Regions from separate parts of the Mus musculus genome. Here region 2 is linked to region 1. The links are chromatin contacts, called in public promoter capture Hi-C maps. All regions are on one chromosome and are shown on one strand. Each heading gives the region's core, a stretch centred on a gene start, on an enhancer-like site or on the middle of the called end of the contact. The rest is flanking DNA. Distances are from core to core; before and after follow the strand shown.

Region 1 (5,294 bases), core at 183-2,682:
AAAAACAAAAAAACCGGGGCTGGCAACATGGCTCAGCGGTTAAGAGCACTGACTGCTCTTCCAAAGGTCCTGAGTTCAAATCCCAGCAACCACATGGTGGCTCACACCATGTGAGAGGGTGAGATCTGACACCCTCTTCTGGTGCATCTGAAGACAGCTACAGTGTACTAATGAATAATAATAAATAAATCTTAAAAAAAATTCAAAATCTGATGAAGTTCCCATCGAATGCAAAAGGCTTTCCCATGATTGCATTATAGAGCAGGATCAGGAAAAACAAAAAACAAACAAACAAACAAAAATAAGCAAGCAAGCCAAAGCCAAGCCAGCTGTCTGGAGACGGGGCTGTCTGTCCAGTGAAGTGTAGATTCCATTCTCTGTGGGTTGACTCTAGTTAAGCTGGACATGGCTATCCTCTCTAGCATCCACTTCTAGAAGAGGCCAGCTTGGGTTCAGGGGAAAACCCACTCTAAGGTTTAGGTGCCAGAACCAACTCTATTGAGGAAAATCGTCTTTCCACACAAGGGTCTGAAGTGGAACTCCAGAGTGGCAGGCGATGGGGAAACGTTTAAAATAGAACAGGCCCTGACAATGGCGGTAGGGGGAGGTCTTTCATAGCTCACCCTTGCCATATGGGTAACTTGTCAGATCACTAAAAACCAGAGACTAGCCGGGCAGTGGTGGTGCACGCCTTTAATCCCAGCACTTGGGAGGCAGAGGCAGGCGGTTCGAGGCCAGCCTGGTCTACAGAGTGAGTTCAAGGACAGCCAGGGCTACACAGAGAAACCTTGTCTCGAAAAAACCAAACAACAAAAAACAAAAAAAGCCAGAGACTGGTAAATTGCTTAATACCTTCTTGCAGAATTTAATATGTACGTGCATTACCCTGTATTTCCCACTTGATGCTCCCAAACCATCCTTGGAAAAACAAAAGCAAAATGCCTTCGCTGAAACCGTTTAATTTCCAGACGTTCAATTATCAAGAGATACTTCAAAATGAAGGCACGGGAGCCCGAGGCAGGGGAATCAACGCGATTTTCAGGCTGGTCTAACAAATGAGATCCTGCTTTTTTTTTTTTTTTTAAAGCAAAAACCACAAAACCTAAATAATTTCCATTCCAATTCCGGGCAGCATCCACCGCCTGGGCCTCGTCCAATTAATACCTTCTTGGCTTCTCTGCGGACCCAAAGAGACGACCCACGGCGAGGGTTGTGGACCGAGTGCAAGCGCCCTTGGTTGCATGTAAGAAACTCCGCCAAGCATTCCCGGAGGCATCAGCTGGCGCAAATACTCCCGCAGCCCACCGAATCCCGTTGGCTTGGGGACTTCAAGAGGACAAGAAGGAAGCAGGCTATGCCAGGGGAGCGGCAGCGGCTCGATAGCTGCAAGGCAAGCCGCCGCCTCACGTGACAGCGAAGAGGAAGTAGGCACGCCCAAAAGCCTGCCGGGAGCGAACCCAAGCCAGGGGGCGGAGGGAGCGAAAAGAATAACAGGAAATGACTTAAGACGCACGTGCTTCGGAGAGGGGTTGGAGCTGGGGCTTCGAGAGGCCGGGCTACCGCCGTACGCCTGCGTAGTTGCGGCGGGCCGAGCTGCCGAGTCACCGAGGTGGGAGGAGCGTGAACGGTGGGCAGGGCGCGAGCCGAGGTTGCGCAGGCGCAGTACAACTCTAGAGGCGCGGGCCACCCTATCGGTGGGGTTTGGATCCGGGTCAGACAGACGCGGCGGACGCGGAGAGACGCTCGGAGCCGACGGGGCCGGATTCCCGGGAGCGCCCCAGCTGCGAGGAGGTGAGTGGCCGGACGGGACGAGGAGGGCCGGGGACGTCGTGTCCGCCAGGCCTCCCACCCGCGGGAGGCGGAGTCCGGCCCTCCCGTCTGGTCGCGGCGTTTCCCTGCGCCGACTGCCCGGCCCGGCCCTCGGCTGCCGCGGCCTGGAGTGCCAAGTTGCGCGGCCTTCGCTTCCCGCCTTCCTGCGTTCCCGCGGTGTCCGGGCCGCGCCGGCCACAGCTTCCCCTTTCGCTCTCCTTGCCGCCCTTTGCCCCTTCCCGCCTTTTCCCGCCCTGCGAGTCGCACTCCTCTCCGCTTGCGTCCTGCGGCTTCTGCGCCGCAGCTTCACTCCTGCCTCCTCTCGGAGTCCGTGGTTGGCCGGGGCGGACAGGGTAAAAGCCGAGACAGCTCCCCGCTTGGGTGTCCCCGGGTTCTGACCTTTTCCCAGCCGACTCCGCTTAACCGTGATAGGCAGAAAGGAACGAACGTGTCGCTTTGCCTGTAGTCCTGTGATTTTGAGGGGTTGAGTGGGTGTGCCCAGAGAGGTGTGGATGTGTTCTCGTCCTAGGGACAGATTGATTCTATCCGGGCCGTTCTGGATAGGGTTGGTTAGTTTGTTGTTGTTGTTTTTCCTTTTCGGGACTCTGTAACTTTGAGAGGTTTGGGGAGATTTCTCCGCTTTAACTTTGTGAGGACGCGTGCAGATCTCATTTTCGTGCTGCTGAAAATGAGAAGTTCGACCGGAAACTTAAGGAGAGCTTAGTTTAAAGCTTCAGAGGTGTAAGCAAGACACTGCACACGGTATTGGTGGAAAGAAACTGGGATGTGATTTGACTTAAAACCACGAAAAGTAACTTCTTATGGGCCTTTTGCAAGTCTGAGGTCTTTGGGCATTCTTTGGAAGTAAGAGCAGTGAAGGGGTAATAGGAGAATTTCCCACAATGTAATGTAAATGAAGATAGGCAATCCACTCACCTGTTGTATAAAGCTGTTGGGTTGATGCTTCCATAATGGAAAGCTAGGAACTGGGAGGAGCATAACAACCCATTTGTAATTGCAAGCATGCTCTGATCTAGCCCCCTAGGTTAAGCCTAGGATACTCTTGCTCTGGCTTAAAGTAATTGAAGAAAAACATGAGCAGTCACAGTGGTGGACGTTTGAAAACAAGTTAGGCGATACTTTATTCTCAGAGTTTTTGGTTTGCAGCCAGATTTTTATTTTGGGCTGTTGGGGTTTTTAATGATATATCTGGGAGTGTCTCAACAAGAATGCTAAGTTTGTATTAACATCTAGGGTGGTCACCTGCCATACTATTAAGTCAGCACTGTGTAATTAGAAGTTGTGAGGCTTAGCTGGGAGGCTTCCTAGCCAAGTGTGAGTCCTGGAGGGTAGGAGTGAGATGCCCTCCCTACTGAAATGGGGTTCCTGGGACCCCTGTATTCAGTTCAGCCTCTGTTGTGGCATCCAAGGTAGAACTAGGAATCCTAGAAGTACTTGTGAAAGGAGTGGATCTCTGCCTGTGATGTTTACCAGTGTCCATGTGGCTTGGAGTGTACTTAAATGTTGACTGATTGCCACACAAGTCAGATTGAGAGAACTACTATAAACCTCACTATTAATTTTTTTTACTTGTATTATGTGTATGAGAGTGTTTTATATGAAGGGCAGAGTGCAACTTGGGAAGTTGTTTCCTCCTGTTACTCAAGTTCTAGGAAACAAGCTCAGGTGCTCAGGCTTAGTAGCCATTCACCCTTACTCTTTGAGCCATCTTTTCAGTCCTTACAAATTCAGCTTTCATGGAGTTGTGGTAGCAAAAAGAAATTGTTTACAGCCTGTGATAGATCTTTGGAGATGTGGGAGCTCCAGACACACCAGAACTTAACCTCTGCTTAGTATATAGAATATTGTGTGTTTGGAGGACTCCTACTCCTGTGAAGAATTAGATGAGTGAAACTTAGTCATGTGGATGAGGTTTCCTTGTGTTTGACCTGGTTAAATAAACCACGTGGGCTTGTTGTCTTCTGATATTGAAGTGAAACCTAGCTAAATTCTTTTTTTTTTTTTTTTTTTCTCTTCAAGACAGGGTTTCTCTGTGTAGCCCTGGCTGTCCTGGAACTCACTCTGTAGACCAGGTTGGCCTGAACTCAGAAATCCGCCTGCCTCTGCCTCCCAAGTGCTGCGATTATAGCCGTGCGCCACCACGCCTTGCTGGCTAAGTTCTTTTGCCGGTGAACATACACACAAATGTCAAACATTGTGACATCTTGACCTTTGGAATATTAGAGGTCTCATAATAACACAGAAAACTCTTCTGAGAAATAAGCTGATCTAGAATCAGTACCCAAAGATCCATAGAGAGGCACTGATCTCTTTGAGAGTGCCTGGGGGTGGGGGGTGGGGTGGGGTGGCTAGGGGGTACCAGGTTAAGTTTAAAGGTAAAATATATCTTTGGCTTAAAAAGTATATATTGTTTTCTAGGTTTTTTTTTCCTTCTCTCACTTTTTGGATATTGGCGTGTTTATTCAAGATTTAGTATTTTGGTAATTTTAAGATTGGATTTGAGAATTTGTGTTGTCTGAGTTAATGATCCCTTATCTCCTTCCTTTGTGTTAAAAGGAGAGTACATGGAGTCATATTTGCAGAGCAGTATTCTATGAGTTTCTTTTCTACTTCTAACTAAAGAGACGTTCTGCTTTGTTCTTTACCTGTGTTTGAGTATAGGCATCGTCATTTCTGTGTAATAACTACAGTACCCAAAGCTTACAAACACCTAATAAAAGTTTTTGGTCAGAGGAGTAGAGTATAAATGACTGCAGTCTTTATTCCTGTTCTAACAACAGCAGCATAAAGTTCTTCATGCATGCTGATACATTGGTTAAAATTGCTATGTACAAATGATGTGGTGTCATAAAATCATACTTAGAATTGTTAGGATCAGACTAGACAGATACCCAATAGCATTTTAATTAATCAGAGTGTTTCAGTTTGAGCTTTCTTTTGTTTCTCTGATAGTAATTTTTTCGATAGGTTTCTAGGCATGGACAGCCAGGGAGCTTTTCTCACTTGATTTAGTAGATTGAAACATACATAGTTCTTAGATTTTTGTTTCCAGCGTTAACTATTTAGGTTGTTTGGATACTGTTGGTTTGTGTCTCTGGAATGAACTACAATCCAGAATTGGAAGGCTCACCTGTAATACTGATCTTGAGGCTGGGAGATACAAGTTTCTGACCTGGATCTTGAGGCATAGTGGCTATAAATCCCGGGAGACTAAGACAAAGAGATCTAAGTTTGTCAAGGTCACTTGGGACAAAATAAGTCCCAGATTCAGGCATGGTGGCACACACCTTTAATCTGGGCCACACCTTCCGCTGGAGACCTACATAAGGACATTAAAAGAAAGATTTCTCTTCGCCTGCTTGCCTTGTGGGAATGAGTAACTGCTAGATCCTTAGACGTCCATTCTCAGCGGCTGCTGACCATTGTTGGGGAGTTGGACTATAAGTCATCAGCAAATTCCATTA
Region 2 (5,220 bases), core at 1,243-3,742, 4.8 Mb before region 1:
GTCTCCAAAGAGCATGTTTTAGGTTTTGAGTGAATACATGAGATCTAGTTGCATGTCCTTTGCAAGAAAAAAAGAACAGACATCTGTCTCTTAAGTTACTGCATAATCACATTTAGTGAACAGTGTCATAGCCCAAGCTGACTTCCAGCTTACTCTGTAGTCAAAGCTAGTCTTGAATTACTGGTCCTGTTTCCTTCATCTCTCAAGTGTGAGGACTGTGGTGTGCATCATCATACACCCCAACCTGTATACTTGTTTCCCACCTTACTTGGGCTGCTAAAGAAATTGAAAGTCTTAAATGTTCACTTCCTTTTTCTAGCTGATTGTAACAAGAACAAACGTGAGCTACACCTTCACTTTGTTTTGAGCATGAAAGCCTTGCCATGTAGTCACATAGCTGGGCCCACAGTGCATATTCCAATAAGAACTACTGTTGTTGTGTTCCCCTTTGCCAAAACTTGTCGCACATCCATGGGGAAGTGACTTGTTTCATCCTTAATAACTAGAATATTTATTAGTGTTCAATTAAATTTTGTTTTAAGCCAAAGTCATAGGACTATAATGTTATCGAATTGTTTTTTGAGTGCTGAGAAATCTATCTTGAAACAAGGCATTAGGTTTTCAGTATCAAGTACACAGAACAGAAGTTAAGCAGCGACCTCAGCAGGAGTCACTGTAGATACAGCATTGCTGCCTCACACCTCACTGGGGCAGAGAACTTTGGTCTTTTTCATTTTTCAGTACTTAGCCTGTGTAGAATTACTCTGTCACTACTGCCATCGCACAGGGTGTGTTTGAGCAGTAAACACCAGCATTCAGAAGCCATTTAGAGAAGAAGGTTGCCCAATTTTTTTTGTTTGTTTGTTTTTTGTTTTTCAAGACAGGGTTTCTCTGTATAGCCCTGGCTGTCCTGGAACTCACTTTGTAGACCAGGCTGGCCTCGTGGCCTCGAACTCAGAAATCCTCCTGCCTCTGCCTCTGCCTTTGCCTCCCGAGTGCTGGGATTAAAGGCATGCACCACTGCGCCCGGCTCAAGGTTGCCCAATTTTTATGCTGTATTTTTGTGCTAAATCTGGTGACATAAGCATGCACAGTTTTTTAAGTTCTCCGTCAGAATCCAGCACCTTTTATGCTACAAAGTGAAGCACTGCTGCAATGCAGATGTTCTTCATACCTGTGCTATCACTGCATGAAACCCAGTGTCTGAGGAGAACAGTAGAGATGAATTCACACAGCCTGCCTGTCTTCTGCATTGTGTGCTTCCCCATCTCTACTCCTTGATGAAAGGCCTTAGCCTCAGCCCCACCTCCTTTTAAATAGTTTCTATTCCTTGTTTTACATTGTTGAGCTATTGATTAGGGGTTTAAATATATGTTCTAATAATTGCAAAAAATAAATGTTAGGTGGAAGTTTGTTCAACTTCCCAACCAAACCCTTAGACACTGAGCTGTCTGTATATATAGTCTGATTCTTTCAAAATTTGCAACTTTGTAGAGACCTCATGTTGGGGGAGGGGTGGCCAATCCTTCACAACTGCACTTGCTACTTTGTAGAGCTTTTAGCCATCCTTATCTACGGTAGGGTAACTACTGTTCCTTTAAAGTGGACCGAGGCTGTTGATGTTGACATGGTATGTTGGTTGGGGATGATCCAAAGTTACAAAGCCAACAGTGCAGGTGCTGTCACATACCAGAATTGTGGGTGAGTGCCAGACCGTTTTCATCCTTAGCCATTGACAATCCAATGGCCTCAACTCTACAAATCCCACTTTTTTTTTCCTTGAGTCAATGGTAAGTGGCCATCTGATGACTTGAAGGAATGACTTGAGTCCAAGGAACAGCAGAAGTGAAAAGCTGAGTCCCTGTCTATCCCATACCAGTTCACTAGAAGAGCTGACATGGCCTCAGAGCTGTGTCATCTCAAAAAATGGGAGGAACACGAGGGCATCACACCTCATTAAAGGCAGGAGGCAGCAGGCTCAACCCTTGGCTTTGCCTCCAGCTTGGGAGAGCTGACTCTGAGCACGTGGGCCTTGGGCAGCCCCAGGCGCCCTCCTGCCAGATGTAGTTCAGGCCCAGATGGGCCCGCGCAGGGATCCCCAGTGCAGCCACCTGACTGACTGTCGAGGCGTGCTGCGGCCCGCTACTTCTGCCTCCGCCGGCGGCGCTGCGGTCAGAGGAAGGCACCCAGGAGCGCAGTGCGGCCATTATCCACGGCGCCTCCTAGTGGGGCAATGGCAAAGCCTCCACGTTCTCGCGAGAGCTCCCCTCAGTGGGGATTATATAATCTCACCCAGGAGAGGCTGGGGGGGGCTGGGGCCACCCTGCCATAAGGAAAGTGGGTGTCGCCGCAGCCGAGGACCGAAGAGCTCTCCCTTGGGGGGGGGTCGCCGAGTAGGGGGTCCATGGCCCCCGCCCCCCCCCAGCTGGACAATGAGTCCTCTTATGCTAATGAGTCGCTTACGTCACTTCCGCTCTTTCTCGGCCGCCATTTTGGCTAGGGCAGGTTCGGGGACTTGCTCTGAGGCGCTTGTATTGTCTGCTGAGGGGAGACGCGGGACCAGCCCCCTCCCCCGCCCGCCGCCGCCGCCGCCACCCGTCCGGTCTACCCGCCGCCGCCGGGACCCATGAGCTGAGCGCCCGCCCGCCGCCATCTTGGCCCCCTCCCCCTCCAGCCGCGCTCGCTCGGGGGGGATTTGGCGTCGCCTCAGCCACAGCTCCCTCTCTCGGTCTCCGCCGCCGAGGAGCCGCGCGGCCGTCGCCGCCCGCCTGCCCGCCCGCGACGGTGAAGCCGCGGCCCCACGCCCTCCGCCGCCCTCCGCCCCTCCTTTGTCTGCACTGCCCGCGCCGCCGCCCGCCGCTCTGCTGCGCCCGCCGCGCCCCCCGGCAGCAGCCGCGGCCGCGGCTCGAGCCGGAGCCCGAGCGCGACGAGGCCCCGGGCGCGTCCTCGCCGCCATCGCCGTGCCGCCGTCCACCCGCCGCCGTGCTCTAGAGCACGCCGGCCCCGCGCACGCCTCGAGGCCGAGCCAAGGTAAGCCCCGCGGCCCTGCCCGCCGCCGATCCCGGGCGCGGTCATTGTGCTCGGCGTGCACACACCGCCTCGAACCCCAGTCGGCCGCAGCCCTCCTGCAGCCCGATCCCCTTCTCCGCCCCGCGGGGCTGCCGGCCGGCCACCATGGGCTTTTGCGGCTAGTGGCATCTTCCCGCACCCACCCCGCCCCCAGCCGAACCCCGCTCGCTCTCTCGTCCTCAGAACTAATCCCCTCCCGCCCTCCCCCAGTCCCCGGAACCAGCCTTCTGCCAGGTCTGCCCACCCTAGGCTTGGAAAGGGGGGAAAGGCCTGGGGGGCGGGGAGCGTGCATGGCAGAGGGTGAAAGTCTTTGCCTCCCCAACAACATGCCAGTTTCCCTCCCATCCTAACCACCACAGCCCCTCACCGGCCCTGCTTTCAATCTGGGCTACCTGGTCAGCACTCCCTCTTTAGAGCTTTCTGATCAACTTTGCAGTCAGAAAATGGAAATCCAGAAAGCCGCGGAAAGAATTTTTTTCGAATGCAATGAATGGGGAGTAGTTCTTTGAGCACCCTCTTATTCGCCTCTTCTTTCCTCTGAGCTGCCTGTCCTTCTCCTCCCTTCCCCACCCTACCCCCAACCTGGATGCCTGTCTGCTAGAAAAGGCGCGATTGCTTCTCTTCTTCTCTCCAAGAAGTCTAATACTCATTTTAGTCTCACTCCCTGCCACACACCCCAAGTGTCTTCTCAGTGTTCTTCCAGTCACCAGGTCCTCTGGACAGTTCTTGTCATAACCCCATTTCACAGACAAAGGCTTAGGAGGGAAAAAGAACCAAACTGTTTCCTGTGTTAGCCATTTTAATGCTGTCCAGCCCCAAACGCCCAGTTCCCATCCCTGATGCTTCTTGTGCCTGTATCTTGAACCTTCACAATGGGATGTGTGTCGGGGGGTGTCTCTTGGATAGCTTTGTGCAGTTTCTTTATAAATCTGCATTGTTGCTTCTGGTTTATGGTCATGGAGAAAATACCAGCCCCCACCCAAAAGGCACTGCAGCCAAGTCGGTTAAAGGCACTGAGTGTGGGAGTCAGTAGGGGGCGCATTCCCTGCACTGGGTAAGGCTGCAGAGGGGGGAAGGGCCCCAGAACTAGAACAGGATGTGCTAAACAGCGCCTTCTACAGACCATGGGAAAATGGGTCCAGCAAGACTTGCACTGGGTGAGCTGACAGCAACATGGCGAAGGATTAAGTGAGGCTAGAGAGATTTTATTTAAGAAAGCCACTTCTCCGTTTGGAAAGTTGTCTTTTTTTACTTTTTCAAACCTGTTCACCCTCAGACTTTGATTGCTGATCAGTCACCTTGGTGCACATCCTTGGGTCATAGGTTCCCTTTCTCAAGAATTCCTTCACCTTAAGGTTTGATGTGTTGACATCTCTTTCCTAGGCTAGGTGGTAAAGGGGGTTGTTTAAAACCTGAAAGTCACGGGCTTGGGAGATCAGGTCAATCCAAATCTCTCCGACTCTTTTGCGAGTGGAAAGTCATTCTTGAGAGGTTTTATGGGTTGGTGATTTTGACAGCCATGAAAGATGGGTGTCAGGATTTGCAAGGCTTTGTTGGTAAACATCAGGTCCCTATTGAGTTCTTCATTGTCAAACTTAATAGAGTTCACTGCAAAATTGTGTTGCCTTCCACTTTCAGCAGTACACTGTCTGTAGCCAACTGCCTTTGCAAGTGTTGACACCAGTCTTGGTTCGGTGCGCACCCACCTTTTTAGGGTGTGTGGATTTCTGTAGATTTTACTCCTGTTGTTATTTCCATAGGTGTGAGATGCACAGTACGAAACCTAGGCCCCAGCTTTTACATCGTGATGCACAGGGTTGCACTTTTTGTACTGAACTGATAGGTGGCCTAGTGGTTATTCCCTGTACTGCCATTTTGAGGATCTGGACTCCGTTCCCTGCCTTGCTCTTTGGACTGCATTGTCAATTCACACCGGTGGGTATATCATTTTGGAGGGTGGGGACTGCAGCATCAGGAAAGCTAGAGACTTCCTCCTGATCACCACCAGAACATGAACTTTCAAAATTTCAGCCTCGCCACATTCCTCAAGGAACTCGTTAGAGCTGGTTGCAGTAATGGGTTTTGAACGTTTAAAATATGTGTCTCTTTTAAGAGAAAAATTTAAAGTCGATGATGTTGTTGTAATCATTT

What was found. Promoter capture Hi-C pulls out the DNA fragments that hold promoters and counts their contacts.
Region 2: a promoter capture Hi-C map of pre-B cells shows a contact between it and region 1. The contact joins the promoter of Adnp here to the promoter of 2900093K20Rik in region 1. A contact is called at or near these places in 1 of 39 promoter capture datasets (pre-B cells) and 1 of 484 Hi-C or Micro-C datasets (liver).

Annotation. Positions count from the first base shown.
Region 1 is chr2:163,415,909-163,421,202 of GRCm38.p6, reverse strand. 2900093K20Rik (RIKEN cDNA 2900093K20 gene) reads right to left here and starts at 1,432. Exons shown (of 1, transcript NR_151490.1): 1 at 842-1,432. Oser1 (oxidative stress responsive serine rich 1) reads left to right here and starts at 1,733. Exons shown (of 4, transcript NM_025699.2): 1 at 1,733-1,791.
Region 2 is chr2:168,204,384-168,209,603 of GRCm38.p6, reverse strand. Adnp (activity-dependent neuroprotective protein) reads left to right here and starts at 2,492. Exons shown (of 4, transcript NM_009628.3): 1 at 2,492-3,030. The region is part of intron 9 of Gm20716 (predicted gene 20716); the gene reads left to right. Dpm1 (dolichol-phosphate (beta-D) mannosyltransferase 1) reads left to right here. Exons shown (of 9, transcript NM_010072.4): 9 at 1-556.